Linked DNA regions of Mus musculus: all the other regions are linked to region 2. Evidence: chromatin contacts called from public HiChIP or PLAC-seq data. All regions are on one chromosome and are shown on one strand. Each heading gives the region's core, a stretch centred on a gene start, on an enhancer-like site or on the middle of the called end of the contact. The rest is flanking DNA. Distances are from core to core; before and after follow the strand shown. Region 1 overlaps Gab2 (growth factor receptor bound protein 2-associated protein 2). Region 2 overlaps Nars2 (asparaginyl-tRNA synthetase 2 (mitochondrial)(putative)). Region 3 overlaps Gab2 (growth factor receptor bound protein 2-associated protein 2).

The links. HiChIP or PLAC-seq counts read pairs in DNA pulled down with a chosen protein or histone mark.
Region 1: an H3K4me3 HiChIP or PLAC-seq map of bone marrow-derived macrophages shows a contact between it and region 2, with 9 times the contacts expected there. The contact joins two enhancer-like sites. A contact is called at or near these places in 6 of 484 Hi-C or Micro-C datasets (the G1E-ER4 cell line, bone marrow-derived macrophages, cortical neurons and 2 more) and 2 of 115 datasets of contacts at active chromatin or transcription factors (both in bone marrow-derived macrophages).
Region 3: a contact with region 2 is called in an H3K4me3 HiChIP or PLAC-seq map of bone marrow-derived macrophages, with 7 times the contacts expected there. The contact joins two enhancer-like sites. A contact is called at or near these places in 3 of 484 Hi-C or Micro-C datasets (the N1E-115 cell line, bone marrow-derived macrophages and nephron progenitors) and 1 of 115 datasets of contacts at active chromatin or transcription factors (bone marrow-derived macrophages).

What each region holds. Positions count from the first base shown.
Region 1 is chr7:97,208,739-97,212,687 of GRCm38.p6, reverse strand. The region is part of intron 1 of Gab2 (growth factor receptor bound protein 2-associated protein 2); the gene reads right to left. Among named protein-coding and RNA genes, the nearest start is that of Usp35, 120 kb to the left of the region's middle. Within about 2 kb of position 1,382, at least 105 of the 459 cell types and tissues checked have an H3K27ac peak or open chromatin away from gene starts, as enhancers often do. A contact at or near this core is called in bone marrow-derived macrophages, where this site is marked.
Region 2 is chr7:96,974,881-96,978,926 of GRCm38.p6, reverse strand. All of the region lies in intron 5 of Nars2 (asparaginyl-tRNA synthetase 2 (mitochondrial)(putative)), which reads right to left. Among named protein-coding and RNA genes, the nearest start is that of Nars2, 25 kb to the right of the region's middle. Within about 2 kb of position 2,761, at least 30 of the 459 cell types and tissues checked have an H3K27ac peak or open chromatin away from gene starts, as enhancers often do. A contact at or near this core is called in bone marrow-derived macrophages, where this site is marked.
Region 3 is chr7:97,153,408-97,157,595 of GRCm38.p6, reverse strand. The region is part of intron 1 of Gab2 (growth factor receptor bound protein 2-associated protein 2); the gene reads right to left. Among named protein-coding and RNA genes, the nearest start is that of Gab2, 74 kb to the right of the region's middle. Within about 2 kb of position 2,310, at least 50 of the 459 cell types and tissues checked have an H3K27ac peak or open chromatin away from gene starts, as enhancers often do. A contact at or near this core is called in bone marrow-derived macrophages, where this site is marked.

The DNA of each region.
Region 1 (3,949 bases), core at 133-2,632, 240 kb before region 2:
AGTGCTGGCTGCTGCTCCAGTGTGTACATCAAGAGGCTCATCAGCTCCAGGGATGGACTTGACACTTTCTCCTGGCCCATTTGGGTACTTTTGTGCACATGTGCATTCACACATACATAGATTTACCCTTACAAATAAAAAAGGGTAAATAGGTGGAAATTTTTGTCTTATGAAAAATTAAGTTTTGGGGGTTGGGGATTTAGCTTAATGTAGAACGCTTGCCTAGCAGGTACAAGGCCCTGGGTTCAGTCCTCAGCTCTGAAAAAGAAATCAAGTTTTTAAAAAAGTATTCAGTGGAAACAACGATGAACCATGCTCTATGCTATGTGGTTTAAAGAAGAGAGGCATGATGGAAACATTCCTTTTAAACAACTTAAAATATTTATAAAGTTGCAGGAAGATAAGACATTAATATATAGCCCTAAACGATGAAGCAGAGCTTTAGATGTATCATAAAAAGAGCCACAGTTTCTTAGCATATCACTGAAACAGGAACAGAGAGGGAGAAACAAAGAGGAGAGAGGGAGAGAAAGGAGGAAAATGGGGAGAGAAAAAGGAGAGAGAAATGAGTAAAATGACTATTACAAGGAAAGCTATAAAGAAAGGAAAAAGGCTTTGCTTTAAAAAGGTCACATGGTATGAACCAGGCCTGGGCATTGGAAAAAAGACAAGAGAGGTTTGGAAATTTGGTAAGTTGGATGTGGAAAGGAGGAAAGGAAGAACTTAGGGGTCCTGTGAGGCCTTCAGAACCACCCTTAGAAGCTGTATCTTTATTGGTAATGGGAGTTGCTGCAAAGTGCATAGCAGTAGAGAAATGTTAACTAGTGCTCTGTGGCTATTTGTTAAAATGTTAACTAGTGCTCATCTAGCAATGAGGAAGGTGAACTAGCGAATAACAACAACAACAACAACAACAACAAAAACTATTTAGGAAGCTGTTGCTATAGCTTTCTATGGTCAGAGAAAATGGCAATCTAAAGGAGAATAATGTGGCAGCAGAATCATTAGTTTGTGTACCAGAGTGAGATCTTGCCTCAAAAACAAAACATCAAAGTCAAAACTCATCAAAATACATAAAATAAATAAATAGAATAGTAATAATCAAGTCAGAGAGGAAGAGACAGTACATCTTACTTACTTATAATGGGACATAAAGAAGTTCCTAACGTAAGAGTATACTGTCTAAAAAGTCAAAACAAAGTCAAATTTATGTCTAGAATCAAGTAGAGATTACCATTTGCTCTGATGAAACAGAAGTGACTGTTTTCCTTTTGTACCCAAATCTAGTTAGAAAACAAACCATTTCACAATTACCCAGACCACAGAGACACGAATGTGGGAACATATGACCTGGAAGTTGCATCACTCCTGCCGTTGAGCAGAGTACATCTCATGTGATCCTGTCTGTCCTTTAGGTTAGGTCTGTAAGTGCGCACAGAACAAGGTCATGACTTCCTTCTATTGCTCTTTGGCAACCAGAAAAATAAAATAAGCCTCCACTGAGACTTACGATGACTAAATCACATTATAAGTATTTTGTTGGTGGTGAAGAGCTTATAAAATTCTACCATATCAGTCTCCAGGGAGATTCCCTGGGGTCATGAATATGGGTTCTAAACATAAAGGCTGCTTTACATATGGGACAAGAACCTGGTTTGTTTTAGGTTAGTCTACATAATCAAGTTGAACTAGGCTAGTTCTTATAGGTAAATTGTCTTTTAAGGAAAAAGGAACTTTCTGAAGATCCTTTTAGCTTCAGCCCTGAAAACTGAAAGTACTTCTAAAATTCTAGACTCTTTTGTTCTGCCTTAAGTATTATACTAAATAAAACGATTCTTCTTGAATTACTAAGGATTTTCTTAGATGCTCTATGAAAATTAGAGAATCTTTAATACTAAAAATTCTGAAAAAGAGACAGCCTAGGGTACAATACTTATCATTAAAGTTTCCTGTAAAGGGCTGACAGTAAACATTTTAGGGCATATAGTCTTTCTTACAACTATCAAATCTATAGTAGCATGAACATTACAATTTATAAGCAAACATCTAGCTTGAATTCACCAAACTGTTCCCAAAGTGTGTGGTTCAGCTGTTTGCTAAATCAGGGATTAGGATAAGGTAGAAAGGCTATGAAGAAAAGGTAGAGGGTGCTGTAGGAGGATGAGTGTAACAAATGGGTGAGAGACCAAAGTCTCTTCCAACCTAGGGAGCCTCACATGGTGTTCACTAAGGCAACCTGATATCATGATATCTTATTTAACTAGATTACTTAGATTCTTAGAAGTGAGAGATGTGTTCTTCTAAATAGCCAAGCTAGGCAGTACCTTCTATTACTTTCTTCTTTGGCAGTTGAAAGTATTTCTAAAACTCCACAATCTTCTGTCATGGCTTAGGTACAACAGATAACAGAATTCTTCTCTGATGACTAAAATTTTCTCAGTGCCTCCAATCATCTTTCTCCAGATTCTGTGGCTAAAGCTGTAGAAGGGGCAAGGCATTTCTTGGAAAAGAGTTTTGCATAACTTCTAGAAATGGGTGTGTCCTTTTAACTTCCCTCTTTCTGATGAAGGTAAAACCAAAAACTGCCAATAAGCCAGGAGATTCCTGTCAAGGGAGGGTTATTAAAACCTGAGTCTACTACATTATCAATACTCCAACTCTATTAGGTAGAACACAAACAAGTACTTTATTTTTAAAACTCCCCTTGCTTTCTTTAAAAAAAAAAATCACCATTACCAACTCTAAATCTACTCTCATCCCCCAGACTCCCAAGTAACTACAGGTAGAAGATTTAATCTGACTTCTTAATACAATTATATCCTAATTTATTTCAGTGTGAAGTACATTAGGCCAGACTTCTGTCCCATTATACCCAGTAGAAGCATGGAGAGAGCACATTCCTGGAGGAGGAAGAGCTCTGTAGCTATGTTTCTTCTAGGAATATTTGAACTGCTCTAGACCCCAAGAACTTCAAACTTACTTTGAGGAAATCAAAGTACGTATTACCTGAGCTCCTGCAACATGCTATGACAGATATGTCTCCTATCACATTTAATTCCTAAACCAGTGAGTGAAGGTAAACACAACCCCCTTCACAGATGAAAGAAAAATCCTCAGAGAGTATACAACTAGCAAGTATCATAGCCTCAGACCTTCTTGTCCCAAAGGTCTAGTAAGAGCCCAAGAAAGAGCCTGACTAGCCAGAGAGTTTACAGAAAATATTCAGGTTTGTAGTTAACTGATGGCAGAAGACAATAGCAGCACTAGAATTCAGGCTTTAGCTCTTAGCACAAAGTTTAATGACACATGAAACGTGAAACCTCCCAGAGAAGGCAATATAGTTACTGAGTCCTGACTTATTTATTAGGAAGATTCTTTCAGCTCTAGATGAACACAGAATGAGCCTTATCTAATCACAAGACTGTTACATTGAGGTCAGGGCTCTTTTTATCTTAGCATTTAGCACAGTACTTAGAACTCATAGTGTACTAGATAACTCTCTAGTGATAGCCTTACTAAAGGAACAAAAGGAGAGAATATCTGTTTTTCTGTTGGTAAAAACAGGAAAAGTGAATAAAGCCAAAGCTCTCAGACAGATGAGGGTGAGGTAGTACTGCACAGACACCAGAAACACAATGGACATCCAGGAAAAGCTCACCTTCTATATTTAGCATACTAATTACAGGTTGTAGTGGGTAGAGCATAAAGCATGGGAAGAACTCCCAGTGAGCCACAGTGGCTGGCTCAGCAATGAATACACAACCAAACATGATCAGAGGTATCAAGATCCAACTCTAACACTATTTATATGTTAACTGAAGCTCTGTCAGTGCACAGAGGGTTCTGATGATTTAGGCCTGGAATTCAAGGATTGCTGTTTGGAACCTAGGAATGTTCAATCCAGGGAGAGCAAAGTTCAAAGATAAATCTTGTGCCAGCTGTGGTGAAG
Region 2 (4,046 bases), core at 1,512-4,011:
GCCAGGGAAGAGATTCAGACAGGGTACGATAGAAATCAAGGATGCCAGGAAGCACGATCCGGCCTTTATCATGTCCTAACTTACCAGTTTACACACCAGAGCCTCAACTACAGCATCATAGCCTGTGCAGTATTTAACACAGCATCCTGAACACAGATAGTATCAAATGTGTGCTGAAATAAAAGCCCTGAAATCGTCTTATATATGTATGTAATAGTCCCTAAATCTTTTTTTTTTTTAATTTATTTATTATATGTAAGTACACTGTCGCTGTCGCTGTCTTCATATACTCCAGAAGAGGGAGTCAGATTTTGTTACGGATGGTTGTGAGCCACCATGTGGTTGCTGGGATTTGAACTCCGGACCTTCGGAAGAGCAGTCGGGTGCTCTTACCCACTGAGCCATCTCACCAGCCCCATAGTCCCTAAATCTTAACAACTATCCAAGTCCTCAGATAGGAACTAGAGATGACAGAAAGAACAAAATTGAAACAGGGCATGTACTCACTTCTCAATGAGTACTACATGTTCTTACTTTGATTGTTCAAGGTGACTAAATGCTGCCCTCAAACTGCTGCATACTATGTATTGTTATCTTTAAATGCTTAAGGATCAATGCTGAGGGGGGGCCCCATTAAAAAAAGCAAACATTTAAATACCAAAGTTCACTCCTTTTTAAAAGTACATGCCAAGATTTGCACCCCTAAGCCTGAACAAGCAGTTAGGAGGAGATTAACAATGAATCCTGAAGGACAGGGTGAGGGAAAGTGGCCCTGGTAGGCTCTTCTTCCAAACAATCGGGCTTGCCGATTACATCCTAGTAGTGAACCTCTGTAGGTAAAGAGAAGGCAAGTCATACCCAGCACAGGCACTACAGATGGCCAAGGTCCGGCCTATGCGACTGGAGCAATAGCATCACTCCAGAGCACATCTCTATGGTTTTCTGAACAGCCAGAGTCTGACTCCACCATGTAAAATTCCCATGTGTGGTCCTGAAATAATATACACGAGCAAAGAACACTTCTCATTTGTTTAGCTCTAGAAATGTATTTTCCTCCTCTTAGTCATACTCATCCGGTTACTTGCCTTCCTGCATGATTTAGAGGTCAGAAGACATATGATGTAATCTGTAATCTATCAGATCTGCTTGAAAGATTTCTTTGGGAGCAAATCAGTTATCTCCAAATTTATCATTAAGGTTCAAGAAAGAAAAAAAAAGGTAAAAGAAAGACAGTTTTTCACTTGGCTGAGTTCCTTTAAAAATTCCCTTTTTTATTTGTAACAACTTGAATACTCATCCTTTTTAACTATTAAGTAGTTTGGATTAAGGAATTATGATGTGTATTTAAGGTGGCTAATTTTTCTTCAGCTCACATTCAGAATACTAAGAAGAGATGGAAAAGAACAACTGGAAGAACAGTTCTAGGAACACTGCTGCGTTTTATTTGTTGCTCTTTGAATGCATGCATGCAGATGCTAACACTTCCACTTCCAATGTCCAAGAAGGCTATTTCCTCTTTTTTTTTTTTTTTTTTTTTTTTTTAAGTACTAGTATTACAGGAACACCATACCTCCTTTGGCTCTCAAGTAATTTTTAGTTTCTTTTTCCAAAAAGCTGATTATCATCAAGATTTCCTCAACTTTTGTATAAAGGACAACATTTGATTCTTGTTCTTATTAATGGCTTCAATAGGTCAAGATAACTTCTTACAGTGAATACTTTGCTTGATAGCATTAAGAGAAAGCATTGTCACCAGGAGACAGAAAGTGCCAAAGCAAAAAGTAAATTTTATCAGCTGACAGAAACAAATCTTTTAGGATTAAAAAAAAAAAAGCCCATAAATAAATAAACAACGGAAGCACAAAAGTATGATTCAACAACATGGCTCTCTGTTCCACTGGTCTACAACTAAATAATGATCTGGAACAGTAAAGTTTGTAAATGAGTGGCTTTCAAAAGCTCACCTGTAAGAAAGGCTGGCTGAGCACTTTATTTTACTCCAGGGCACAGTCTTGTGCTGCCCTGAAATGCACAATTCCCCGTTTTTATCTGAGGATTGGAATTACATGAATGTAATTACAAGCATCAAGCATAGCCTGTTCTGGTAATATGTGGGTTTTGTTTGTTGTTGTTGTTGTTGTTCTTGTCTTGGTTTTGTTTGTTTGTTTGTTTGTTTTAACCTGCAGTATGGACAGGCTTACAGTGTCTGGCTAAGAACTCGGGAGAACTGAGGCTGGAGAGAGAGGTCAGTGGTTAACAGTGCTCATTGCTCTTGCAGAGAAGAGAAGGTAGGTTTAGTTGATAGCACATACATGTAAGCTCACACCTATCTGTAAGTCCAGTACAGGGTATCCGGAGCTCTTGCTTGGCTTCCACAGGAATCAGGCAGGCAGGAGGTACACATACATACATGCAGGCAACCCTCACACATGTCAGATAAAAACAAATCTTTCAAAAATAATTAAACTAAAACTCTTTGCATCTTAACTAGAACAATAAGACAAGAGGAAATAAAAAGCCAAAGGAGATACAGACAGGAAGAGGACGAAGTGTCCTTGTTTGCAGATGATAGGATTCTGTACTTCAGTTACTTCTCAGTTGTGTGATAGAAGAACGTGATCAAAGTGACTAATGGGAGGAAGGGCTTATTTTAGCTTATGACTCCAGAGGGATCGGAATCCATTACGGTAGGAAAGCATGGCAGCATGTGGCAGGCACTGCAGCAGGAGCAGGAAGTGAGAGATCACAGGTTTTACCACAAGCACAGAGAAAAGGAGCTGGAAGCTGGGTAGGGCCCTAAACTCTGGAGGCCTGCCCCTGCCTCCAGTGACTCACCTCCTCCAGCAAGACCACACCTCCCAGACTGCTCAGGGTAGCGCCGCCAACTGTATGTAAGTGTGCAAATGTCTAAGCCTATGGGGCACACTTCTCTTTTTAACCACCACAAAGGTCCTAAAGAAGACTCTTAGCACTTCCAGCTAAGTGATAAGTGCTCAGTGGAAAAGTGGCAGGCTACACAAGTAACATACAAACCTGGAAGCCTCCCTATATACCAATGACAAACTGAGAACTAAATCAAGGGAACAATCATATTCACAAATGTCTTAATATTAAAAACAAACAAAAACCCCTGGAATAAACCTTAGGAAATGAAAGACTACAATGAAAACTCACTCACTGAAGAAGAAAAAAAATACTAAAAAGACACCAGAAGGTAGAAAGGCATCCCACATTCATTGATTGGAAGAAGTAATATTGCAAAAATGGCCGGTCATTCTATCAAAACCAATCTATAGAGGCAATGAAATCTCATAAAAATCCCAATGCCATTCTTTACTGAAATAGATAAAACACCTTTGAGATTCATATTAAAGCACAAAAGATGCCAGATGGCCAAGTAACCCTGAGCAGAGAGAACACTGGGGACAGAGACGATGGCTCAGTTACTGACGTGCCTGGTGTGCAGGTATGAGGACGTGAGTATCTAGCACCTACATAAAGCTAGGGACAGCAGGGCATGTAGGTAACTTCAGCCCTGGAAGGGGGTGATAGGCAGGTGGATTCTGGATTCCTGAAACTCACTGGCCAGCCTGAAGCCTAGTCAATTGATGAGCTGCAGGGTTAGTGAGAGACTCTGTCTGAAAAAGATTAGATAGAAAGAAATGGAGGAAGATATCTCATGTTGACCTCTGGCCTCCACATGCAGACACATGAAGCTGCATGCTCATGTGAATACACCCACACAGACATGAACACACACTATACACCTCCATACATATGAATGACGTTATAGGTATCAGTCACTTGATTTCAAGCTATGCTTTAGAGCCATAGTATTAACTAATAAAATCAGCATAGAACTGGCACAAGATAGACACACAGATCAATGGAGTAAAAGAGGACTCAGATGCAAACCTGCACAACCACCACCGTTTGAGTTTTAACAATTATGACAAAATTTCACAGTGGAGAAAATGCAGCCTCTCTGACATATGCTATCAGGAACACTGGATAACCACATGCAGAAAAATGAACCCAAATCTCCA
Region 3 (4,188 bases), core at 1,061-3,560, 180 kb before region 2:
GATTTGGATTTAGTGACGGATCTGGAGTTAGATCAAACAGCTTCAAAGATAGTGCTAATATTTCCTCCACTGCCTAGACCCTTTCATTGCTGACTGCCTAGGACATGAGCAAGATCACCTCTAGAGAGGAATAAGTTATTTTCTCATATGTTCGGTTTTTGTAGTCTTTTCCAAAGGAGTCTTGAAGAGCAGCAAGTGGGGTATACCTCAGTTTGTGGGACCAAGGAGAATTCTCTTGTTTGGCTCTAGCATCTGCTGGTATTTTGCTAACTTTTAGCTTCTCCAAAATTACCCACCCACTGGTTTCCCAGAGTCAAAAAGCCAAAATATTTTGGCTGAATGGGTGATAGATCACAGATGACAGAGGTTTAAAAAAAAAAGCCTGTAATGTTTCTTTTTTAAAGGCCAAAACATATCACACACTTCTCATTCTTATTCTCTTTGCGTTCTGTCTTGTGAAACATTCTGTTGTCTGTATTTTCATTCATTGCAGTGGAGAAAGGCAAATAGGTCATCCTGAAAGCTTAAATAAATTCACTGTCTTCCGATTTCAGACCAGCTGTAGTCCATCTCCCCTGAAATTGAGCCAAAAATCAAGGAGAATATGGATGGAGCTACAGACACTGTAGCCCTCAAAGGAGAAATCTGGGAAAGGGGGCTCTAAGGAACCAACATTGAAAACCAGAAGGAGACTGGGCTCTAGGATATCCTTTCTACTTATCCATGTCTCCTTTAACTTTAGAATCCACGAGTACTGTCTTTTAGTGAAACATGTTTTTCAACTTTTTTGAAAGGCCCTCCATTTTAAACCAAATATAACTTTCCCAAGCCTTCACATTTCATATCCCTCCCCTGTGAGAGATGCTCTGCTGCCTGTTTACTCCTCAGCCAAGCTTCACGTTCTGAAATCAGTATTATAAAAAGAGGTAGCTTTTCATTGTCTTGGTATAAATTATAATACCAAATGAAAGTAATTTTAAAGTATATACAAGCATCCACTGAATTCTGCCATAATCTGAGTATTATTGAGAGTCAGGTGTAAAGCTTTTTAAAGCAAATTTTGTTGTTTTTTAAAATTTTTTTTCTTTTTTTTTTATTACGTATTTTCCTCAATTACATTTCCAATGCTATCCCAAAAGTCCCCCACACCCTCCCCCCCCCCACTCCCCTACCCACCCTTTCCCATTTTTTGGCCCTGGCATTCCCCTGTACTGGGGCATATAAAGTTTGCCTGACCAATGGGCCTCTCTTTCCAGTGATGGCCGACTAGGCCATGTTTTGATACATATGCAGCTAGAGTCAAGAGCTCTGGGGTACTGGTTAGTTCATAATGTTGTTCCACCGATAGGGTTGCAGATCTCTTTAGCTCCTTGGATACATTCTCTAGCTCCTCCATTGGGGGCCCATTTCCATTCCTTATTTAGCCTATGCCACAATTTAAAAAAAAAATTATTAGATATTTTATTATTTTTTTCTTTTTTTCTTTTTTTTGTTTTTTTCGAGACAGGGTTTCTCTGTATAGCCCTGGCTGTCCTGGAGCTCACTTTGTAGACCAGGCTGGCCTCGAACTCAGAAATCCGCCTGCCTCTCGAGTGCTGGGATTAAAGGCGTGCGCCACCACGCCCAGCTTAGATATTTTCTTTTCCCCTCCAAAAATCCCCTACCTCCTCTCCCCCTCCCCCTATCCCCCTACCCACCCACTCCATTCCTGGTCCTGGCATTCCCCTATACTGGGGCATAGAGCCTTCACAGGACCAAGGGCCTCTCTTCCCATTGATGACTGCCTAGGCCATCCTCTGCCACATATATAGCTAGAGCCACAAGTTCCACCATGTGCTTTCTTTGATTGGTGGTTTAGTTCCAAGGAGCTCTGGGGGTACTGGTTAGTTCATATTGATGTTCCTCCTATGGGGCTTCAGACCCCTTCAGCTCCCTGGGTATTTCTCTGGCTCCTTCATTGGGGACCCTGTGCTCTGTCCAATGGATGACTGTGAGCATCCACTTCTGTATTTGCCAGGTACTGGCATAGCCTCCCAGGAGACAGCTTCTATGCTACAATTTTACTAAAGCTCCTTTGCTCCCCTTTCCCATGCACAAAGAATTCAACATGGGGTTCTATGCCTTTGTGCTCATTTGACTAAAGCTTCCTCCCCAGACTGTACGCTGCCAAACTGTTTCTGGTAAGCAACTTTGGAAAATGAAAATTCCCTAGACATTTTGAACAAGACTGTGAGAGGAAGACACACAGGGGCCAGGGAACTGAAACATACCCCTTCAAGTCCACTTCTGCCTTGAGGAGTTGGGGGAGGGGAGCTGCAGAGTAGTTGTTAGAGGAAGCAGACTTGCTGGATTTTGGCTGCAAACAATTGGGTACTGTATCCAGTGGTTGGCTGGACAGCTGTCAGCTCAAGATCGGGTCAAGATTTAGTCTAAAGTAGGAGGGTACCAAACTCTGTTTCATTAGTTACAGTTTCTGCACTCTTACACTTAACTTCAATGCCAGTGTTGGAAGATTCATAGAGATCATTTTGCCAGTTTAGGTCTTTCTATTTCTCCCTGCTTCCCTCTTCTCTGCCTCACACTCCCCCTTTCTGTATACTAAATTTGGCATAGACCCACAAACTGTAAGTTAAAGCTGACATGCTCTGGCCAGAAGGGGACAGACAAAAAGGCTTGCCTGCTAAGCTGCCTCACCCCTTTAGTCCTACCATTTGGAAGGCAGAGGCAGGTGGACCTCTGAGATAGAGACCAGCCTGGTCTACAGAACAAACTCCAGGCCATTTAGGGTTCCAGAGTGATACTGTCTCAAAATAAAACAACCAAGTCTATATTTTGGTCTTGATTCTGTTGATTCCCAGCCTTGGCTCACAGTACCATGGAGTCTCTGGCTAAAACCTAGATGGCCTGGTCTTAAGTGTTGTTCTATAGACGCACATAGATGTGCTTGACACACACACACACACACACACACACACACACACACACACACACACATATATATATATATTCTGATATCAATAACTCCCAATGCTTCATTTGCTATTCTACCTAGAAGAGTCTTCACATTAGACCTTTAAAAAATTTATCTACCTACTTAGCAAAGAAAGGATCTAAAGTATAGCAGGAAGAGGAAGTGAAAAGGGATGCTGACAAGTAGGTGGGGATCTAGAACTCCAGCAGCAGAATTTAAGTGCTTAGTTTGAAATAGTCTGAAGATTCAGGACCAGATCTCTAGCTCTCCAAGGACCCATTAGAGAACATAACAGACCACAGTAGAAAATGACCATGGAATCAAAATATAAGGATTTGCACTTTGTCAGGGACTTGGCCAAAAGGAAGCAAATAAAAATACTTTTTATAATTGGGGGACTCCAACACAGAGGGATCAACCTTAAGAATCACTTGATACTGATTCCTAGAGGCCTAGATCAGGTTCTTAAATTCTATCCTCACTTACCCTAGCTGAATGGCTTTATAATTTACTGTAAAGTAGAAAGGCAAAGCTCTGCAGGGGTCACAGCACAGTATGTCTAAGCTCTACTTGTCTAGCATGATGAAATCAAGTCTGAATGCTGTAGACAGATACCCCTGTTTTGGGCTCATTCACTGAGAAACCCAAAGCCATTTTCTTTCCCTTTGTAGAATACATATTTAAGCTAGGCATAGTAGCATACATCTATAAATGCACCACTTGGGAGGTAGCAGGAAGACTTTATAGCAAGTTGGAGGCTAGCCAGAGACACATGAGACCTTGCCTCAAAAAGCCAAAACCAAGAAAGGTTACAGATTTGTTCTTTTTTCCCCAAGGGAAAGTAGCCTCTTTTTCTAGTTACAGGGGTTGAAATACAAGTGGCCTAAAGCAATTATGTAAATTCTATTCCACCTAGCTGGGACTGATCTAGAGAGGGATATGTCACCTCATTACAGCCAAAAAGAATAAAATATCTTCAAAAACTAAAAATAAGGGTTTTTCTGACCAAGGTTTCCTAGCAAAATGCTTGAGCCACAAAACAGCAAACACCTCGATAGCTGTTACCTTTTAGTACATTAAACACATGTCAATGTCCTTATGATTTAAGTCCCTACTGGTCAGATTTCATTAACAGAGTCTGAGTTTTTTCCTGATCTGTTGAAATGCATAGTGAATAAATTAAAACCATAAGTATTATATCCTGTAAGCAACAGAGG